2 separate regions of the Rattus norvegicus genome follow, and region 2 is linked to region 1. Evidence: chromatin contacts called from public Hi-C data. All regions are on one chromosome and are shown on one strand. Each heading gives the region's core, a stretch centred on a gene start, on an enhancer-like site or on the middle of the called end of the contact. The rest is flanking DNA. Distances are from core to core; before and after follow the strand shown. Region 1 has its middle 17 kb from the start of Ankdd1a. Region 2 holds the start of Plekho2 (pleckstrin homology domain containing O2).

The links. A called contact is a pair of places that touch in the nucleus more often than the background predicts.
Region 2: a contact with region 1 is called in a Hi-C map of the A7r5 cell line, with 2.4 times the contacts expected there. The contact joins the promoter of Plekho2 here to the enhancer-like site in region 1. A contact is called at or near these places in 11 of 12 Hi-C or Micro-C datasets (the A7r5 cell line, the Rat2 cell line, frontal cortex and 6 more) and 1 of 1 datasets of contacts at active chromatin or transcription factors (oligodendrocytes).

The regions. Positions count from the first base shown.
Region 1 is chr8:74,952,680-74,959,709 of GRCr8, reverse strand. No RefSeq gene overlaps it. Among named protein-coding and RNA genes, the nearest start is that of Ankdd1a, 17 kb to the right of the region's middle. Within about 2 kb of position 1,474, at least 32 of the 93 cell types and tissues checked have an H3K27ac peak or open chromatin away from gene starts, as enhancers often do. A contact at or near this core is called in the A7r5 cell line and liver, where this site is marked.
Region 2 is chr8:74,996,969-75,003,905 of GRCr8, reverse strand. Plekho2 (pleckstrin homology domain containing O2) reads left to right here and starts at 3,374. Exons shown (of 6, transcript XM_236354.8): 1 at 3,374-3,650. The coding sequence starts at 3,639.

The DNA.
Region 1 (7,030 bases), core at 225-2,724:
GGGATGGCTTTTGTCATCAGACCTTTACGCACTTAGCTATTTGGAGGGCTCTAAGACCAACTGTTTTAGCTTTCGATATGAGACAGGTGACTGTTGCCTTTCCATGTTTGACTTGTCTCACTTGACATGATCTCACCCAGTTCTCTTGCTTTTCTCGCTGATGTCTTGAGGTATGTCTTGTATACGTATACATAGTGTGCTTGTCTGTGTGTGCATTTATGTAGGCCAGAGGTTCACTTTGGGTCCTTTCTATCATTCTTCACATTAACTGGGTCTTAAACTGACCCCAAAGCTCACTGATTGGCTAGCCTAGATGACTGCTGATCCCTGGAGATCTTGTCGTCATCTACCAACACTGGGATATGGGTCACGCCTCGGCAAATGACTTTTTTCTCCCCATGGGTCACTGGGGATAAGCAGAGGTCCTCAAGTTTGCATAGTAAGCCCTTTACCCACAGAACCACCTATCCAGGCCTCACGGCCTCCAATTCTGTCTGTGGGGCCACAGATTACAGAACTTCATTTATTTATTTATTTTTTCTTTTTCTGTTTTTTGGAGCTGGGGACTGAACCCAGGGCCTTGCGCTTTCTAGGCAGGCAAGCGCTCTACCGCTGAGCTAAATCCCCAACCACGATTGATTTTTTTTTTTTAATGGTCAGATTGTGTATATGTGTCTGACTTCACTGTCTCCTTCCATCCAAGGACATCTGGTTAATTCTGTACCTTGGATCCTGTGAATAACACAGTCGTCATGGAGGTGCATCATGGGAGGACAGCTGAATCCTCCTCGTTGCGCTCCACCCTTCCTTTCCTCTGGATACGTAGCTAGCAGTGAGAGAGCCGGATCATATGATGACTCTGTTTTTAGTTCTTGAGGAACTTCCGTGCTGCTTTCCATAGTGACTACACTAATTTCCATTTCCACCGACAGAGTATGAGAGTTCCCCTTTCTGACATCTCATTTGTTATTTATTTAGTTTGGTGATAGCCATTCTATCTGGTGTGAGATGATTCCTCATTGTGGTTGAACTACTTTGGTCCTCTTAACGTCAGCGAAAGGTAGGGTAGCAATTTCGACACGTCCATGGGACAAATGAGGTCACCGAGGGAGGCAGAGGACTCGCTAATCAGAGCCCGAACTTAAACGTAGGTCTTCCTGCTCTCTTTGTCACGGAGGACATAGCAGGCAGGTTTGGGTAGGAAAGCGGAAGGGCTGACAGGGACAAGTTCTGGAGGACAGAGCTCGGCCAAAGAGCAGCATGGGTCCCTGTGGTCTTGGGGGGGTCTGGCAAGAGGCAAAAGTAGCTTGTCAGCTAGGAGGATCCAGAGGGGTAAGAGCCTTTCCTCCAGGCTCCGGCTGTCCTCTGTGCTCTGAACATGCCATCTCTGTTGCCCAGCTAGGAGAGCAGGGAGGCTCATTACTCTGTTAGCACTGGCTGAGTCAGGGCCTCACAAATGTGTTCCTCATGTGACTTGAGATGAGTCAAGAGGGGAAGTGGTGGGAGGGGATTCCCAGGATACAGGCAGCTGAGGGCCTGGGGGAAGGAGGCCTAGAGATGGGCTGGAGGCTGGCCCTCTGTAGTACAGCCCGCACTATCCCTTGGTCGGTGGGCCAGTGCGGGGACTATGAGCAGCTTGGAAGTGTTAACTCCCCTGATGGGCAGCTTCAGTATGTGAGCGACTGGAAGCCTCTGGTTATGGGGAAAGACCTGGCTCGGGGCCAAACAGCATAACCACAGCAAAAGCCCAGGCTTGGGCACGTGGGCCCCATTTCCTGAGATGTCCTGTTTGCTAGGTATTTATTTGTGTAGAAACCCAATCAGACACTGCATTTGATATACTTATATATAAAATAATTTATGGGGCTGACAGGATGGCCCAGCAGGTAAAGACATTTGCCACTAAGCCTGCAACCTGGGTTTGCTCCCATGGTGCAAAGAGAGAATGGAATACCTCAACTTGTCTTCTGACCTCCACATCCTGCATGCCCACCTCCACCATAAAAATAAATAAATCCATAAAAACACGGTAGAAGCCAGCCATGGTGGCCCAAGCCTGTAATCTAAGCACTTGGGGAGTGAAGGGAAAAGGATTAGGAATTCAAAGTAATTCTCAGCCTCATAGTGAGTTTGAGGCCAGTTTGGGATATGTAAGAACCTGCCTAACAGCAGTGGTAGTGAACACCTCCAATCCCAGTGCTTGGGAGGCAGAGGCAGGCTGGTCTCTGAGTCTGGGGCCAGCCTGGTCTACAGAGTGAGTTCCAGGATAGCCAGGACTACACGGAGAAACTCTGTCTCAAAACAGTAACTTGTTTGGATTATGTAGCTCAGTGGTAGAGAACTTACTTACCGCATAAGATCCTGGGTTTGAACCCTAGAATTCCCTCCAAAAAGAAAGCCCCCACTAGTAATTGTTTGACGACCACATTTTATTTTATTTTATTTATTTTTCTTTTTGAGATAGGGTCTCACTACATAGATCCAGGTGCCTCCCGAGTGTTGGAATTGAAGGTGTGTGTTACCATGCTCGACTTGTTAAAATGATTTTTACTCTGTGCATGTGGGTGTGTTGCTTCTATGTATGTCTGTGAACTATACATGCCTTGTGTCCACAGATGTCAGCAGAGGGCGTGGGATCAATGGAGCTGTCATTGTGGACAGCTGAGAGCTACCATGTGAGTCCTGGGACTAGAACCTGGACCCTCTGAAAGAGCAGCCAATTTCTTAGCCACCGAGCTATCTCTCCAGCAGCCCGTCCCCCCTTCCCCATTAAAAAAAATTGTCTTAAATATTTTTTATTACACGTATGTGTTTGCCTGTGTATTGGACATGTGAGTTCAACACCCTTGGGGGCCAGAAGTAGGATTCCCTGGAACTGGGGTTAACAGGCAGTGATGAGCCGCCTGGCACTGATGCTGGGAACTGAACTCATGTCCTCTGCAAGTCTAGGAAGCACTGTTGGGCACTAGGCTGTCGCAGCTCAGGTCCTGATTTTCTTAAAGGCCATTTTCTAGTCATCGGAGCTGAGCTGGTTACTTACGTTAGTGGAGTGCGGTTCAGCTCTGAGACACCATCACCGTCCAATGAGCAATCCACAGCTCTCCAACTGCCTGCTGCTAACGGTCCATTACGAGCCTTCCCTTCCCGTAAGCACCAACACTGTTTAACTTCACTTCAGAACAGCCCGGAGCCCTCTCATGCTTTTCTTCATACACATGCACAGTCACCATGAAACAATGTCCAAAGAGGAAGAGTTAAAGGAAACGGGAAATGTTGGCCAGAAAAGAGGCTGACATTTTAGCACTGTGGGGGAGAGAACATAAGACAGTCCCCACCCTAATCCTTGTACCGTAACTTGCTTAAAACTCACCATACAGCAGAGGCTGGCCTTGAACTCATGGTAATCCTGCTATTTCAGCCTGAATCTCAGAGTATTGGGATTAAAGACATGAGTTGCTATGTTCGGAAGAGGGATGTGAGGTTGGAAATGAGAACACCTGGAGAATTTCCAGATGACCTGCTTCATCCTATGCTACCTGTGCCTCTCTGGGTCCTGGGTCCTCCCTCTACTGCCTATCCCACTATCAAAAAAGGGGGTGAGGAGTGGTGGTGGTGGTGGGCACAAAGCGACTGGTTGAAGATTTTGGTGGAGGTACCTTTGTTAGTCTTGGTCTCCTCAGATGGGAACAGGGAGCAAAGATGTACGTTCCTGTTGGCATGGGCTAAGCGATGTCGTCACTGAGGAAACATTTATGATCGGAGGCCACAGCAGCCATTCGTTTACTGACACTGAGTGCCTGTAGCCAGGGACACAGTGAGACTGGCTTCTCCTCCAGGAGTTCTGTGCCTGTTTTTAAACTGTCAGTCAAGTTCAGATTGGAACTGGGTATGGTGGTCCAGGCCTGTAATCCCAGTACTCAGGAGGCTGAGGCAGGAGGATTAGGAGTTCATCCTTGGCTACATAACAAGTTTGAGGCTAGCCTAGGCTACCTGAGACTTTGTCTCCAAAAGGAAGAAGGAAGGAAGGAAAGAAGAAAGGAAAGAAGGAAGGAAAAACCCAGATGATCACTCCTTTTGAGGCTCAGTTTACCGTCTGATGAATGGGGCCACAGGCTGTACTAGTGAAGATTTGAAGATTAGGTAAAGTTCTATGTGAAGAAACTCAGGGTCAGACGTTTCCATAGAATTTCTCTTTTCCTTTTCTTTAGACAGGGCCTCATTATGTAGTCCTAGATGGCCTACAACACAACATGTAGATTAGGCTAGCTCAAATGCTTAGAGAGCCTTTGCCTCGACCTCCCATGTGTGTCATCACAAAAGGAAGATAGAGCTCCTTCCTGCGGTTTCCTCCTGACAGGCAAGACACTTCCTGGAGGCTCCTCTTGTGTCGAGCCTTGGAATGAGTGTGTCTGCTATCTCCAGTGGCCTGCCCCTCGGGGTGACCCAAGACTGCAGGCTCAGAAGGTCAGGTTCTGGTTGAACCCTGAGTCTTCTTTCAAATCCCTGGGGCCCAGAAGTGGCTTGCTGCCAGTTTCAATGTTCAGCACCATGCAACTGGATTTCTGACCAGTCTTCGAGACTGGTGTGGGAGGCCCAGAGCTGAACTGCCTCTTCAGAGAGGCCCAGTGTCTGAATCTTGCCCTTGGTGACACAGACAATGAGCAAAGTTGAAACTAAGCCTGAGAAAAGACTAGGAACTGGGACCCTAAACAAGGAGCTCAAACTGAGAGAGGAAGGGGCACCCACAGAGGACAGGCTTGGTGCCCTACCCCCTTTCAGAGCCAAGTCTGGGTACTCGTACTTTCAACCCTACGAACTTAGCCTTTCCCCCCCACTGTGCACCTCAGGCCAGCAACTAGGTCTGACTCTTACTGTGAGCCCTGGGCTTGCATTACCAAGGATGACCTACCCTCACATGCAGGTGACCATGTGTAAGAGCCACTGTGCACAGCAGCCACAGGCCCAGGCAGGATTGCATGCGCTGCCTCTGACTGGATGGATTCTTAGCACCACTGTGGAGCGATAACCACTTCTTCATCATTTTCCGGCTGCTTCGCTTCCTGAATTATTATCCATTCAATATCTTCCCTTACAGCAATCCCTTTGAAGTGACCTAAGTGGGACCCAGTATGCATTCCTGTGATCCCTACAGCCTCAGCACCTGAGCATTCATAGGGCTGCACCAAGAGGATTGTGGGAAGTTCAAAACCAGCTTGGGCTACACAATGAAACTCTTTAAAATGATGAAGAAGAAGAAGAAATAAATAAAAATAATGACAATGACAATAATAAATAATAAATAAAAATAATAAAGGACCATCCAGGATGGCACATGACACACATGCACTCTCAGCACTCTAAGAAGTAGAGTTAGGAGAATCATGAGTTCAAGGCCAGCCCCAGCTACATGAGATCCTTTGCCCCCAAAACAAAATTTGGGTAGGCAAGAGAGCATATTGGGGTGAAGGTCCCTGCTGCCAAGCCTGACAACCAGAGTTGGATCTCAAGACCCACAAGGTGGAAGGAGAGAATCAACTTCCACAAGTTGTCCTCTGGCTTCCACACATAAGTGCTTGTGCACACACAAGTGCACAAGATACCTGAGTCTTCAAAAATAAAGATCTTAGTCTATAACCCCGACTGTAAAATCTTTGGTTGAAGGGTTGGGGATTTAGCTCAGTGGTAGAGTGCTTGCCTAGCAAGCACAAGGCCCTGGGTTCCGTCCTCAGCTCTGAAAAAAAAAAGTCTTTGGTTGATGGACTGATGTTTTTCTGATCAACATTTGGATTCATGTATGGCTCACCACAGACTTGCTTTGTGCATCCTACTGTTTTGAAACAGAGTATCATGTAGTCGAGGCTAGCCTTAAACTCACTCCCGGCGTGGTCCATGTTTTGGGAAATGAGTGGAGAGATTGTGTGACCTTGGGAATGTTACTCAGACTCTCTGCACTGAACTTTCATCTACACAATGCAACCCTCTCTTCTCCGTCTGTGGCGGGGTAACAGTGATTCTGAGCACACACAGCTTGTCCATGGCGGCCATCCTCCTGCCTCAGGCTCCTGTAACTGTCCCTGCAGGTGTGACTGGTGGCCAGTCTCAGTCCTCTTCCTAACCACAGAGAGCCACTGTGTTCCTCTGAGGGCCTACAGGCTTGCCTGGCAGGAGGTGAGCTCTCCTTTGCTCCTGTGCCCAGGTCTACCAGTCTCAAGGGAAGTGCTTCCTCGTGTGCCCCCTAAATCCTCGGCTGCAGCTGCAACGGCAGCTTCTGTCCCTGTGTTTTGTCCTCACTGGACCTGGGATTGGGTAAAGGCGTTTTCTCTGAAGGGTTGGGTTGGATCTGGTTCTGACACTGGTACTATCGTGCTGGGTGCCCTTGATCAAGTCAACAGCCCCTCTCTGGACATGATTCTCTCATAGGTAAAATGAAGAGGCAGCTTTATGAAATCGGCCCATCTCCCACTTCCTCTCCCTCCCTGCAGAGACAGGGGGTCAGGGTAGGGCTTGAGCTTTTTCCTATTGCGCTAATGGTTTCTGTTTCTCTTCCGGTTGAGGATGGGAAACTAGATCTGGATGGGCTGGAGAGGAAGTTGCTGCCGGGGGCAGGAGCCTGCCTGCCAGGGAGCCCTCTCTGTCTGGAAACCCCCTCTTTGTCTCTTCCTCAGACCACTAGACTGAAGAGTCTAGGTGTTTCCAAGGATGGTTGAGGAGGGAACATGCCTGTGTCTCCAACCCCAGGCAACGTTCTGCATCCAAACCGCTCTCACAGAAGCGGAAACTGAGCCCCAGAGAAGTCTGACCAGGTTAGGTCATGCAGTGCCTTGGCAGTAGTTTGGAGTAAGAACTTGGAGTCCTAACCCCACTCAGGGGAGGCTGTCCTGCCTGCCACCACCTCCTGAATGGCAAAGGGAGAGCATGGTGGCTCTGAAAATTTCTCTGACTCTTAACAGGAAGTGTGGGTTCTTCACTCTGAGTTGACAACCACAGCAGCTACACACACACATACATACACCTTCCTTTGTGCACAACT
Region 2 (6,937 bases), core at 2,125-4,624, 42 kb before region 1:
TGCCTCCTAAGGGCTGGGAATGCAGGATGCCAACATACCTGGTTGTGGGGTGTGTGTGTGTGTGTGTGTGTGTGTGTGTGTGTGTGTGTGAAATTTTGGAGTTTTTTATTTTAATGATTAGACTGATTCATTTTATTTTGTGTGTGGGTGATTTGCCGGCATGTATGAATGTGCACCATGTGTCTGCCAAGGTCAGAAGAGGGCATTGGATCATCTAGAACTAGCTACAGATGGTTATGAACCACCTGATGGGTACTTAGAATGGAATCCAGGTCCTCTGTAAGAGTCATCTCTCAGGCAGTGATTGTACGTACCTTTAATCCTAGCACTCTGGACAGCAGAGGCAGACGGATCTCAGAGGCCAGCCTGGTCTTCTTCCAGGTAGCCAGGGCAACACAGAGAAACTGTCTTTAAAAAACAAAAACAAAAACAAAAACAAACAAACAAACAAAAAAACAAGCCATCTCTCCAGTTTAAGCATCTAAATTTTCTGACTTATATTTTAATTTATTTTAAATAAGCACGTGGGCAAGGAACTCTAAACTACAGAGTGGTGGTACTATTTGATATTATTCGAATGTGTTAGATATTTTTCCCACCTAAGTTTTTGTAAGAGCAACAACAGTGAGTTCTTGTAGGAAAAGAAACTCAGAGCTCAACTTGGCCACTCTGGTGTTTCAATGTTTCTTGGATTTTGCCGTCCTGCCCGGCGCCCTACCTCTGGCGTTCTTTCATTTCGATTGGCAGATGCAGAGGGGCGGAGCCAGAGTGAGTCCCCACATCTGCCATCCAACTTCCTTTTTTTGCTGCCGGGTTGTGTGCATACGCAATTCTCTGCTTGCTGCTGCCGCTTTAAAGCTGCTTTTGAACTTCTTTTTCTAAATCCAAATCCCAGATTGGAGGCAGACATTTGGAGGGAAGGGTTTCTTATAAAAATTTTCTCTTGTAGAACTCTTTCCTGGTCTGACCCGTTCTCTCCTCCTGAAAGGCCCCAGTGCATTCTAAAGAAGTAACTGTAACTTTATAGCAAAGGGCGGAATCATGTGTTACTAAAGGGAGCCACGCCTCTCCACCTTAGGATCCTCTCTCCCCAAGCTTTTGCCTTCCTTCTTCTGCAATCTGATTCTTGCAAAGAAAGTGTGGTTAGAAGAGATGAAGGAGGAAAGGTTTTATGATTTCCTAGCTTCCAGAACACAAGTCAGGCCTCTCATCTCCAAACTTCCTCACGCTGAGGTAGAAGCCAGCCAGGCCACAATGTGACACCCACACCCCCACACATAAACACTCCCAAACAGTAGGACCTCACCTCAAACCGTTTCCTTACCTTGCTTGCTGCTCACTCCCCCCTCTCCCTCCCTCACCTTCTCTCTGCTGCCCCCGCCATTTACGGGTCCAGTTGAATACCTACATCCTACCTTTGATTCCCTCCTCACCTACTGCTAAAACTTTTATCGTCTTCCAAAACCTATAGAGTGTATTAATGTCCTCCATTCTCATGCCATACCCCCTGGTTAGCATTCTGTCACCTTGTCTTAGTTAGGGTTTTACTGCTGTGAACAGACACCAGGACCAAGGTGTTACAACATTTATAAGGACAACATTTAATTGGGGCTGGCTTGCAAGTTCAGAGTTTCAGTCCAGCATCATCAAAGCAGGAACATGGCAGCAGCATCCAGTCAGGCACGGTGGGTGCAGGACGAGCTGAGAGTTCTACATCTTCATCTGAAAGCTGCTAGCAGACTACTGACATCCAGGCAGCTAGGATGAGGGTCTTAAAGCCCACGCCCACAGAGACACACCTACTCCCACAAGGCCACACCTCACATAGTGCCACTCCCTGGGCCAAGCAAATTCAAACCATGACACACCTCTACCCTAAATCACAGCAATGGACAACTAGTTACCTGGAGTCCTGGCTTCTACTCTCATTATAAACCATTCTCCAAACAGCAAGAAATGGGGTTTGTTTGCTTGGTGGTTTGGTGGTTTGGTTGTTTGGTTGGTTTTTAGAGACAGGGTTTCTCTGAGTATCCCTGGCTGTCCTGGAACTCAATCTATAGACCAGGCTGGCCTCAAACTCAGAAATCTTCCTGCCTTTGCCTCCTGAGCTCTCAGATTAAAGATGTGGTACAAGTGGAATTTTATTTTGGGTCGTTCATCTTCCTGTCCAAGGAAATCTAAGCAGGATTGAAATCTTGGAGGAAACTTATGCAACCTTGTGGCCCTGGCACATTGTTTTCTATATCCTTCAAAAAATGAATTATTTTATGTGTATGAGTGTTTTTCCTGCAGGTATGTCCATGCACCACTGGAGTTACACACAGTCGTGAGCCACGATGTGGGTGCTGAGAATCAAAGCCGGGTCCTCTGGAAGAGCAGCCAGTGTTCCTAACCAATAGGCCATCTCACAACCCCTCTCCACCCTTTAGGTGTAAGGACCTGGTCCAGGCACGAGGGGCAGTGTGTTCCACCCTTTTCCATGTTGAACTGAAAAGGACTCAGGAGCCCAAAGGCCAGCAGAGGGCAGTGAAAGAGAAGTTTGGTCAACTGGAGTAGCTGAGGCTATGACAGCCAGAGTCAAAACAGGTCCTCATTAATCCATCCCACAAGCACAAAATTCTGGGTGCTGTGCCATGCAGCACACCTGCCTAGGAAAGGTCGTGCGTGTGCATGCGTGTATGGTGCTGGAGGTTAGGATGCGACAGCCAACCCTCCGAGCCTGTTTCTCCAAAATAAAAATGAAAAGTACATGGTAGACCTTAAAGGCTTTCTCCACTCTCCAGCAACATGGTCAGGGCCGAAAGGAGTTAGGGTGATGGAGTCGGCTCATAACATGAGAACCAGAGAGGGGTTGAACGAGGGAAAGGAGAGCCAAAATCAGACCCTCTATAAAGGAACCGAGTCCAGAGTCTGATTCTGGTCATACATTCCAAGCTCATGGCTCAGCCCCTCCCTGAAGTTCCACAGACCAAAGACCATCGCCACTATTCCGACCTGGGGAAAGAAAGAGGACGAACCTCTTTGTGCACTCATTTCTGAACTGCCCTGGCAGCCAGATCCAGGCCCACTGAGTTAGGCAACCTCAAAGGCATCAGCTACCCACCGCCTCCCGGGCTTGCTTGGTCAGCCGCGCCCCCGCCCCGCCCCCGCCCTACCCCACCCCGCCAGCATCCCTCTGCTCAGCCTCTGGGCCGGAAGCCCCCTCCCTCTCCGTATCCCCCACCTCCCTAGTCTCTACCCCCTCCCAGTCCCTCTCCCTGCTTTGGTCCGGGAAACCTCTCTCCGCCCTCTTCCTGCTAATTCAGCTCCGCCCAGGTTCTTCCGTCCATTCCCGGAGCTCAAGACCCGCCCCGCCCAGGATCCACCCCGGCCCCGCCCCTGCACCCCCACCCGGCCACGCTCCTTACCGAACTGCGGGCGGGGGCTTGGAGGCCGCTGCTCCCCTCCCCGGCCCCGCCCCCAGCCCCCGGAAGCCCCTCCCCGGTCCCAGCCCCGCCCCCGAAGTTTCTTGGGCCCCGGGCGCCCGGCGGGACAGAAGACAGCAAGCCGCCGCCCGGCTGCGCGTAGATGGAGCAAGCGGAGCCCGCGCAACGCGGGCAGCAGTAAGCGGCGAAGCCGCCGGACCTCACAAACTCGCCATGGAGGAAGAGGTGAGGGCGAGGGTTGGGCCAGACGGAACAAGAGTGCTGGGCTCAGATCCTGCCCGCCCTACTTCCACGGGTCTCTCTGCACAGTCCTTCCCTTCCTTCAAGCAGAACCTGGACCGATGGGGTAGGGACGGGTTGGAGGTCTCGTCTGCATCTCGCCAACAGCATCCTCAGTTTTTCTCACCAACTGGAAACAGTGCCTGTCATGGTTCCCATTGGATTGATGGGGAGACTGAGGCTCTGGAGAGTTGGGTGACTTGCTGAAAGTAGACTGGGTTGCTGTGCCTGAATCCCGTTACACCCTTTCTTGGCTTTCTTTGCCTGCTTCGGCCAGGTCTGCTTCTGAGGGGTGTGTTAGGGAAGGGAAGTTTTTCAGGGTCCTGGGCCACTGTCTCAAGGAATCTGAGATTGTAACGGAGCCTGGTGGCAGGAACGAAGAAATTGCTTTTGTCTTCCTTGTGTATATATCTCAGAGTCCCCGGTGCTCTTGAACTGTGTCTATTCGAGGATGTTAGTTGAAGGGTCAGGTCAACTGAGTCTCCCAGTAGCAAGGGCTGGATCAGCAACGCCCCTTGAGCCTCCTCTGCCCCCTGCATACAAACTAAATTCTGGCAGCATTCTGATTATCCAAGGATCCAGTATACAGCAGTCACTTACTGCATGAGTAGAAAGAAGACGTTCTTATCCCATGAAGGGTGGGGAAGAAAGATGAAGCCTTCCCTCCTGGAGCCACCCAGACCAGCTGGGGAGCCTTCAGTGAGGTCAGCCATTCTTATTCCTGTCAGTGTTCACATGCGTATTTCCTGGAGCCACTGCAAGGCTGTCCGTTCTCTCTAGGCTAGACCCTGAGTTTCTGTGGGGTGGTAGATAAGTCACTTCCCCTCTCAGCCTGTGTTTCCTCTTCTATAAAACACAGGGCCTAGCCTCCTCCCCTAGACCTCATTGTGGTCCCTGCACCCAGAGTGGGTATAGGTAGGGGGCAAAGTCAGGCCACTATGTTTTGCCTTGGTTTCTTTTCTTGCTGTCACGGGTGGGGCGGCTGCCTGCCCTCAGTTCCACTCCTGCAATGGCTGTGCTCTCTGTCCATGGCCCCTCCCCGTGCTCCCAGAGGATGTGGATCAGGATTACTCCAGCTCCTGATCTGCTCTGGTCCCCAGTTATAGGAAGTTCTCCTGGGGCTTCCTGGGCTCAGTGAAGGCAGCCCTGTACTCCCTCTGCTCCCTAATCTCTAACATGGCTACTTTGTGACTCCCAGACACCAAAAGTATCTGGGTCATTAGAATCTTGTCCATGTTACTTCCTCCCTGGAACTCCCAGGTCTCACCCACACAGTCAGGGGCTCTCTGTGCCGGTCTTCTCTTTGATACCTCTGACTCTTGTTGCTTCCTGCTTATAGAGTTCCCGTGTTCGCCTGTGCCTCTGTGTCCATCCGTCTCTAAAACACATCTTAATTATGGTCACTTATCTGCCCTTGACCTCAGGCTACCTCATCTCCCTTTCACGTAATTGTCTTCAGCCTTCCTCCTTTGCACTTCCTGGATGCCAGCCACCCCGGGGCCAGCCTCCCTTAGCCTCTGTATAGGATGTAGGATGGTGGTCCCTGTCGGGCTTTGAGAAGAGCTAGTTTGGGTTCGAGCATCTGCCTATCTGTGTTTTCTGATCCTCATTTTCCAGTTCTAAAATGAGAAGGGGAATCTAGAAATTTGATAATGTGTATACAAAAGTTCTGAAAACCAAACACATCAATGGAGGTGTTACTGCTGCCTGTGGAGTAAGGTTGGAAACCTTAGCTCTGCCTCATTGCCCTCTCAAAGCCATGCCTTTCCTTGACTAGACTGCCTACTGTCCTCCTCACCTTTACTGAGACAGGCACGGCAGTGGGCTAAATTCTTGTTCTTTCTGTTGTGCCTTTTCTTTCTGTAGTAAAGGAGTTAAGAATGTGAAGTCTTTTTTTTTTTTATTTTTTTATATGCATGGGTGTTTTGCCTGTATCCGTGTCTGTGAACCACTTGCCTGTGGAGACTAGAAGAGGGCATCAAATAGCCTGGAACTGGAGTTAACCATGTTTGTGAGCTGCTGTGTAGGTGCCAGAAATTGAACCCAGGTCCTCTGGAAGAGTAGCTAGTGCGCCTAAATCTGAGCCAGCTCTCATGGGAATAGGAAGTCTTTGGTCTGTTTTTGCCTTTAGTTCTCCACAAACACCTACCTTCCTAAAGAGCTTCTTCACCAACCCCAGGCCCTTGCCCCAGCAGAAAGCTAGGATGAGGGAATTCTTCAGGGTCAGAACCATGAACTTCCCAACAGACAAGAGCCCCCTCAAGTGGGGAATAGCCACCTAGCCCTCTGAAGCTTCTCACAGGCAGACTTTGTTCTTTCTGTCTTCATTAGCCTGGAAGATCCCTTGAGGCAGGACCTGAATTATTTCTTCTCTCTGTATTTTTTTTTTTTTTTATCTGAGATCAAGTCTCACTATATAGTCCAGGCTGGTGGCCTAGTACTCCCCATATAGACCACACTGGCCTTGAACTCAGAGAGTTGGCTTCTGTTGGCTTCTGTCTGTTGTAACTCTGTTGTAGCTTTTCATCTAATCATTTCCTACACAAGGTCAGCATGACCTGTCTCCTTTCCCCCTTGCTTTTTAAAAGAACAGCCCCGAGACACTCCTGTGTCAGGCCTACAGAGCCAGGCTGATGCCATTGGGTACTTCAGGAGCTGCTTGCCCTGAGGTAGGCTGGAGAAGGCTCGCTGAGGATGACTGGGAGGGGAACAGAAACAGTGGTCAGCTGGTCAATAAGAAGAGAGGAGCTGGAGAAACTGGGCTGAGCAAGACAAAACCTCCCCTGTGAACCCTGCCAAGGGGAGGGGTGCCTTGTTAAAACTTACTGGGGTGTAGCCAGACCCCTGGTGGGAGGAGGTCTAAGGGGTGGAGGCTGAGTTGGGTGGAGGAGAGTGGAGGCAAGGAGGACGCTGGCGTTTAGCCAGGCCTCCCATAGGATAGCTAGGTCTTGCTTTCCATCTTCTGCAGTGCCCTCCTGCCCAGTCCCTTCCTGGTTCCACCCATCCATGCAGACCTTAGACTAGCTTCCCTAGCTTCACTAGGCCCTGTGGTGCATTCCTAGAGTTTGAAGGTGACAGCAATCAAGGCCTATGTCCCAGCTGTGGCCCCTAGAGCTTCCAGCTGATGTAATGTTTTGCATGTCAGGCAGTGGAAGTGGCAGGTAGGGGAGATCTTAGGGATATGAGGTCCTTTTAAAACTACGGGGTGGGGGGTTGGACTCCTTGGAATCAGA